2 separate regions of the Gossypium hirsutum genome follow, and region 2 is linked to region 1. Evidence: chromatin contacts called from public Hi-C data. All regions are on one chromosome and are shown on one strand. Each heading gives the region's core, a stretch centred on a gene start, on an enhancer-like site or on the middle of the called end of the contact. The rest is flanking DNA. Distances are from core to core; before and after follow the strand shown.

Region 1 (3,399 bases), core at 605-3,104:
CATTGGTATAATCTGAGTATAGAACGAAGCCTCTGTAACAAAAGAAATATGTGAAACAACAAAACTAGAAATGTATATATTTTTGTCTTCTCTGCCAGAGAAAGTGCATTTTCAAGTGTTGTTATAGTGTTATATGCCTCTGCGAGTTTGCTGGTCTGAATAGCAATTTCCTCTCTCATTTTCTCCACTTCCATCTCTGAAGCAGCTTTGCTATCTTGGACATCAAGCACTGAAGTTTTATTTTCTGCTTGTGAGAATGCCTCTTCATGTGACTTTCTAGCGTCGCAAACCTCTTCAAGTAAACGAGCTTCTTCAATTGTTTTCTGCAACTCTATTTCTATATTTTTTTTATCAAATTCCATCTCATTCTTCTCTTCAGCAAGTTGAGACAAATCATTTTTCTTGTCCCTCTTCCTTAAGCACGTCTTCATCAAAAACAGTATATATATATATTAAAGCTTTTGTCGATTTTCTTGTTTTACTTATAACCCATCCACGGATTTCTCATTCATAATGGGCATGGCTTTATTTTCATTCTGATATAAATATATGGAGAAAGTCTTAGTTTTTTAGCTTTCAAACCAAACCCAATTTTTTTTGCTTCCCTTCTCTGCTTCTTTGTTTAAATTTTTACAATAAGTTATTATTACGGTTGTTCAATCACAGTTGTATCCTGAAAACTTGAGTTTACTACATTGGCCCATGTGTGCCCTTGCGTGGCTTTATTTTCATTCTGATATAAGTATATGGAGAAAGCCTTAGCTTTTTAGCTTTCAAACCAAACCCCATTTTTTTTGCTTCCCTTCTCTGCTTCTTTGTTTGAATTTTTACAAGAAGTTATTATTATGGTTGTTCAATCACAGTTGTATCCTGAAAACTTGGGTTTACTACCTTGGCCCATGTGCGCCCTTAAGGATTGGATGCCACCAATCCCTGCACCACCAAAAATAGTATATATATATTAAACTTCTCTATTATTGTTACGTGGTACACCTGTTAGTGATTCTTGTCTCTTCTTTATTTATCCTAATGTTTCCCCTTTTTGATTTTAATGTCTGAAGCGACAAGAGCAGCTATTTAAATCCATCCAAAAGCAAGAGGTAATTTAATGTCTCTAAAATTACCTTTATTCATTTTGAAAAGATAGTCCTAATCAATTATCCTTTCTATATCCTCGTTATTGTTTACCATGGATCTTTGAGAATTTTTTCTTTAGTGTTAATCTTATGGCTTTCATCCATTCGTGATATATTATTCTTATTTTTTATGAAACTATATTATTATATCTAATTATATATTTATGGTTTTATGTCGGTTGACATTTAAAATCAAAATAATAATAATAGATGGTAAAGACACGAAATTTTGTGGAGGGAGATAGTACCTTAGCAACAAAAGCTATTTGGAATGATGAGCTGACATTGATATTTTGTGAACTTTGCGTGAATAAAGTTAATGCTGATAATAGACCGACTACTCATCTAAACTCAAAAGGATGGAAAATGCCATTGCCCTTTTTCAAGCAAAAACACAAAAAAACTATAAAAAACCTCAATTGAAAAATAAATGGGATACATTAAAAAAGGAATAGAGGTTATGGAGGGAGTTGCTTAAGGAATCTACAGGTATTGGATAGTGTCCATCTAAGAAGACAATCGATGCTACCGAAGAATGGTGGGCTGAAAAAATACAAGTTAGTGTTAAATTTATCATTATTTTAATGTATACAGTTTATTGAATTTAATAATTTAGAATTATAAAAATCTTAGTATAACATTTAACATGTTATGTAGGAAAATCTTGATTTTAAAGGATTTAAGAAGAAAGGAATTGAACCACGATTGAATGAGTTAATGTGGCAAATGTTTGGTGGCATTGTAGCCACCGGAGAGAATGCATGGGCACCTTCGTCTGGTGTTCTTCCAAGTGGGGTTCCTGTGGGAGATGATACACTTAATGAGGGATTTGGTGATTCAGATGAACATAGTAATGAGAATGAAAGTATTCCTCCTAATGAGGTACCATCAAACCCTTCTCAAGTAACTCCTAATCAAAGAAAGCAAACACTTGGGGTTGTATACGGTAAAGGGAAAAAATCAAGTTCAAGTAGAAAATCATCAAGAAATACGTTAACTACTCATATTGAGAAATTGTGTGACAGTATGGCTAGTCTAAGGAAGTCAATGAATGAAATTATTTTTCCTCACTCTCAATATAATATTTCAAATGCAATGGATGCTTTGCGTGCTTTGGGAGATGAAATGCCAAAAAAAGATGAACTGTACTATTTTTTTCATCAAAATGTTCCAAATACCGATGAAACGAGAAGTCTTTTTGAACTTAGGTCCAGATGTTAGGGTTTGGTGGCTTCGACGTGAGTATGCTGAACAAAATCCAATTGCGTCATTTTCATCCTTGGTAGCAACATCCTCATTTCCCTTCCAACCATACCATCAACCACCTCCACCATAAGCTCCTTAGAATTATTATTGTAATATAACTATACTACTTTTTTTATATGTAAAACTAATGAATGATATTTTTTATGTTTGGTATTTTTATGCTATGCTTTTATTCAAGTTTCTGTGTTGTATAGAACGTCACAAAATATTAATTTATTTTCATTTGATTACTTTTTTAGGTTATGGATGAATTTAATAATATGTATAATAGTTTTTATATGAATTATGATACCCCCGAATTAAGTGAAGAACTCAACGAAGAATAGCCACAATTGTTACCCAAGTTGAGAACAACAATTATCATGAAGAGGAAGAATATGTGCTAAGCAGTGTATTGTTACATCATGAAACTTATTCACTATGCAACCGCGTATGGATTCAAATTATACAGGTCAAATGTGGGTGGACGAAGTATTAAATGGGCATGATGATCGTTGCATGAATAGTTTTAGGATGCCAAAAAATATATTTCACAGCTTGTTGCATGATTTGCAAACAAATTATGGCTTATAGCATGGGAAAGTATCAGCGATAGAGAAATTAGCATTATCATTGTACATTCTTGGAAATAGAGAATCAAATTCAAATGCAACGGAGCGATTTCAATGATCTAGGGAAACTGTTAGTCGAATTTTTACTGATATGTTACATATATTTGCTCGAATGGGAATAGACACGATTAAACCCACTGAAGGTCAATTCGAGGAAGTACCGAGCCATATTTGACATGATACAAGATATTGGCCTCACTTTAAGGTAAAATTTACACAATCTTTATATATTTAAAATATAAATTATTTCTAAGTTTTATCTCATTACTTGTATTTATTTTAAAGGATTGTATTGGGGACATAGATGGAACACACATAAAAGCATGCATTTCGCCTTCTTGTCAAATACCTTATATCAAACGGAAAGGTGAACCAACTCAAAATAT
Region 2 (3,399 bases), core at 311-2,810, 39 kb before region 1:
TTCAAGTATGTTTTCTCTCCACCAATCTAGGTGCTTCCACTCTATGAAACCTCGGGGCTCTCTGCAGAGTCAAAAGACAAAACTTGGACCATCCTAGGCTTGGGATAATACATTCGATGGTTTAGGGTCTACTCAATTGCTCAACAGACGACACTTCGAAGACTTTTCTTGAAGGAGTCGACCCCCCTCAACCAGTTTATATAAAAAAAAAGAAATAAGATAAAAAGTATTTTCAAAATAATATCTATTCTTTATAAAATAGTAATTTTTTGATAATTTTACAACTGAATTAAATCTTAATTGATGAGTGACATCAGCTCAATGAAACTCTTAAATATATATAATAGATAATATAAATTATGATGAGCTGCATGCAGATATTATCACAACTTTTATAGGTAGTCAATCGCACGTGACTAAAAGGATTAGTGATGAAATGACTCTTATTTTTTTAATAAAAACTTGTATTTTAAAAGTTATAGTTTATCGTGTTTTCTCAAATTTGTTCAACTGATTTCATTTAAAATTAGTTGTAATAGCTTGGGGACTCCATTAGGAATATTATTCAGAAGCCTAAACTTAATTATGAGTTGTTCAAATATTTGATTAGTTGAATCAGTGTTTAATTATATAATCCCTTTAATTTTGTAAACAAATATTTTAAAAGTTCTCTCTCAATGCATTCATCTATATTTTTGTACATGTTTTCTTTATCTACTACATACTACATATTTCTAGAGTTTAAGTGTTTCAAAATTTTTGTTGTGTTATTTATTTTCGGGTTTTAATATTAGTAAAAGGTTTGCGAGGTCGTTTTTATACACTATTCACTTACATCTTATATAACATAAATTTTATATTAAGATTTTCGTTTAATTCAGTGGGAGTAAAAAAATACTACGCTTTTATGAGTAAACTATCGAAATACTTTTGAAATACATACACTTTATGTCTTTATGAGTAACCCTTTGTGTAGACAAAAGGAAATGTATTTCCTCAAATTGAAATCGTAAACCTATGAAGATCGGAAATCCTTATTAGTGACAACAAAGATAAGTCGAGTACTTTTATAAAATGCAAACAACCTATAATTAACCGGAAGAACCCATCCGAGTAGAGCCATGTCGAACCTTTGTCACCAAAATAAGTGCACAAAATGAAAGGTTCTTACAATGGGCTTGTTATTTTATAGCTTTTGTATCCCATTCATTTCTACGATAGAATCAGTTTAATTTGTAAATAAATTTGTTAAAGTATTTTAGATTTTTCCACACGTTTTTATTGTAAATATTTGTGCTTCAACTTGTCTCCATAACATCCATCATGTTAACCACATTTATTCCATGCACGCATACATTCATAATATGCATTTAAGAAGTAGTGATTGGCTGAGCTTTTTAAGTGGGTTTCTCTTTCAAATTAGAATTGTAAGAATCATTGAATGCCACCGTTAGTGTTTGTGTAAAACCAGAATCATGGAAGGAAACCCATTGCCTAAAATGGAACAAACCAGAGATACCCAAGAAGAAAACCAAGAAAAGGTTGCGTGAATTAAGAGGAAATTAGGGAACAGATTGCTAAACTGATGGATCTGATGTCTGTTACGGTTAAGGAAAACGGGTATCTTAGAAACATTGTTATAGATGGAGATAAAAGGTAGAGTCACCTAGTCGAATTCCCTGATGGCCAATGTTCTTATGAAATGCACCCCCAAGTAGTTCCACCAACTAACAGCGTACCATTTATCTATATTAATCCAACAAAAGCAACACATCAGGATCCAAGGATTATAAGGTTTACCTTAATCGACCCAATTATGTCGAACATGGTTGAGCCCACCAAATAGAAAGAGTTGAGAAGCAGTAATGTTGCACTACTTGAATCACTAGAAGCCCAAGACAAGTATCAGTTATTTGCGGTCGATTAAAAGCATGGAAGAGCTTAGTGGAATAGATGCAAGAGAATTCCACTAAGCTTTGTATTTGATTTGATTGTTTTGCAGAAATTCCAAACTCATAATTTTGAGAGTATGACACAGGACCAATTGCCCTTCGGCCCAAATTAAAATGTTCTATAAAAATAAGACTAGGCACGTGAATGATGACATACTCTTGATACATTATTTTTAAGATAGTCTCACAGGATATGCTGTAAGGTGGTATAATTAGTTAAGTTGGAATAAAATAAGGTCAAGATAGGATTTGGCTAAAGCTTTTCTTGATTAATATAAACATATGTCCTATATAGTTCGAAGTTATTTATTCCTGTAAAGCATGGCAGAAGAAGCTCATGAAAGCTTCAGACAATATTCTCAAAGATGGAGAGACACATCAGCACAAGTGCAATCACCACCAACTAAGAGAGAGACTACAATGTCGTTTGTGAGTACTTTGCAACCCCGTACTACGATAAAATTGTTGGTAGAGCCACGAGCAACTTTAAAGATATAGTACTCTCAAGGAAAATGGTTGAAAAATACTATAAAAGAGTGGGAAAGTCAAAAGAATATAAAGCATCCATCATTAAGGGACTCAAAGGATCCGAAGCAAGAGAAGATTTCCAAGCAATGATAAGTAGCGAATTATGTTCTCATGACCCCTCGTTTTACCCTCCCAAGAACAATGCTTTCCACGGGACAACTCATGTCTGATAGTCCTACAATATCATCACTTAACAGCTTATCATCAAGGCCTTATTCATGCCCCACCTTTTGTGGTACATGCACGTCTACTTGCTGCAAGTTGGTATAGTTAGTTAAGTTGGAACATGATAAGATTATGGATGGACTTGGCTAAGGCATTTTTGGATCAATATAAACATGTGTCTTACATGTTTCCGAATCATTTAGTCTTGCAGAGCATGGGAAAGAAATTTATAAAAGCTTAAGACAATATTCTCAAAGATGGAAAGACAACGGCACAAATGCAACCACTATTGACACATAGAGAGACTACTATGTCATTTGTGAGTACATATTGCAACCCTCATACTACGATAAAATTGATGATAGTGCCACAAGAAACTTTAAAGACATAGTAATATCAGGGGGGAGATGATTGAAAATACTATCAAAGGTTGAGAAACACGAAGAAGATAAAACATACGGTTGAGGGATCCAAAGAAAGAGAAGAAGATTTCCAAGCAATGATAGGAATTAGGAAGTACTGGATTGTCTTCTCATGGCCCCTCATTTTACCCTCCCAGGAACAATTCTTTTCGTGGGGCATATTCATGCCTAATAGTTGCACAATATCATCACTCAGTAGCTCATCATCAAAGCCTTATCCCTACCCCACCTTTTTTGGTACATGCACCTCTACCTGTCGATCAGTCTACTGCAAGTCAAAGACAATCAAAGAATACTCGAAGAAGAGCACAATTTAAGCCACTCGGTGTCTT

The links. Hi-C and Micro-C count contacts between places; a contact is called where the count stands out from the background.
Region 2: a Hi-C map of leaf shows a contact between it and region 1, with 2.5 times the contacts expected there. The contact joins the enhancer-like site here to the promoter of LOC121209984 in region 1. A contact is called at or near these places in 22 of 34 Hi-C or Micro-C datasets (anther, callus, fibers and 6 more).

Annotation. Positions count from the first base shown.
Region 1 is chrA11:23,082,889-23,086,287 of Gossypium_hirsutum_v2.1, reverse strand. It overlaps LOC121209984, which reads left to right and starts at 1,854. Exons shown (of 1, transcript XM_041082042.1): 1 at 1,854-2,357. The coding sequence starts at 1,854. The coding sequence ends at 2,357.
Region 2 is chrA11:23,121,217-23,124,615 of Gossypium_hirsutum_v2.1, reverse strand. No RefSeq gene overlaps it. Among protein-coding and RNA genes, the nearest start is that of TRNAD-GUC, 2.6 kb to the right of the region's middle. Within about 2 kb of position 1,560, at least 1 of the 9 cell types and tissues checked has an H3K27ac peak or open chromatin away from gene starts, as enhancers often do.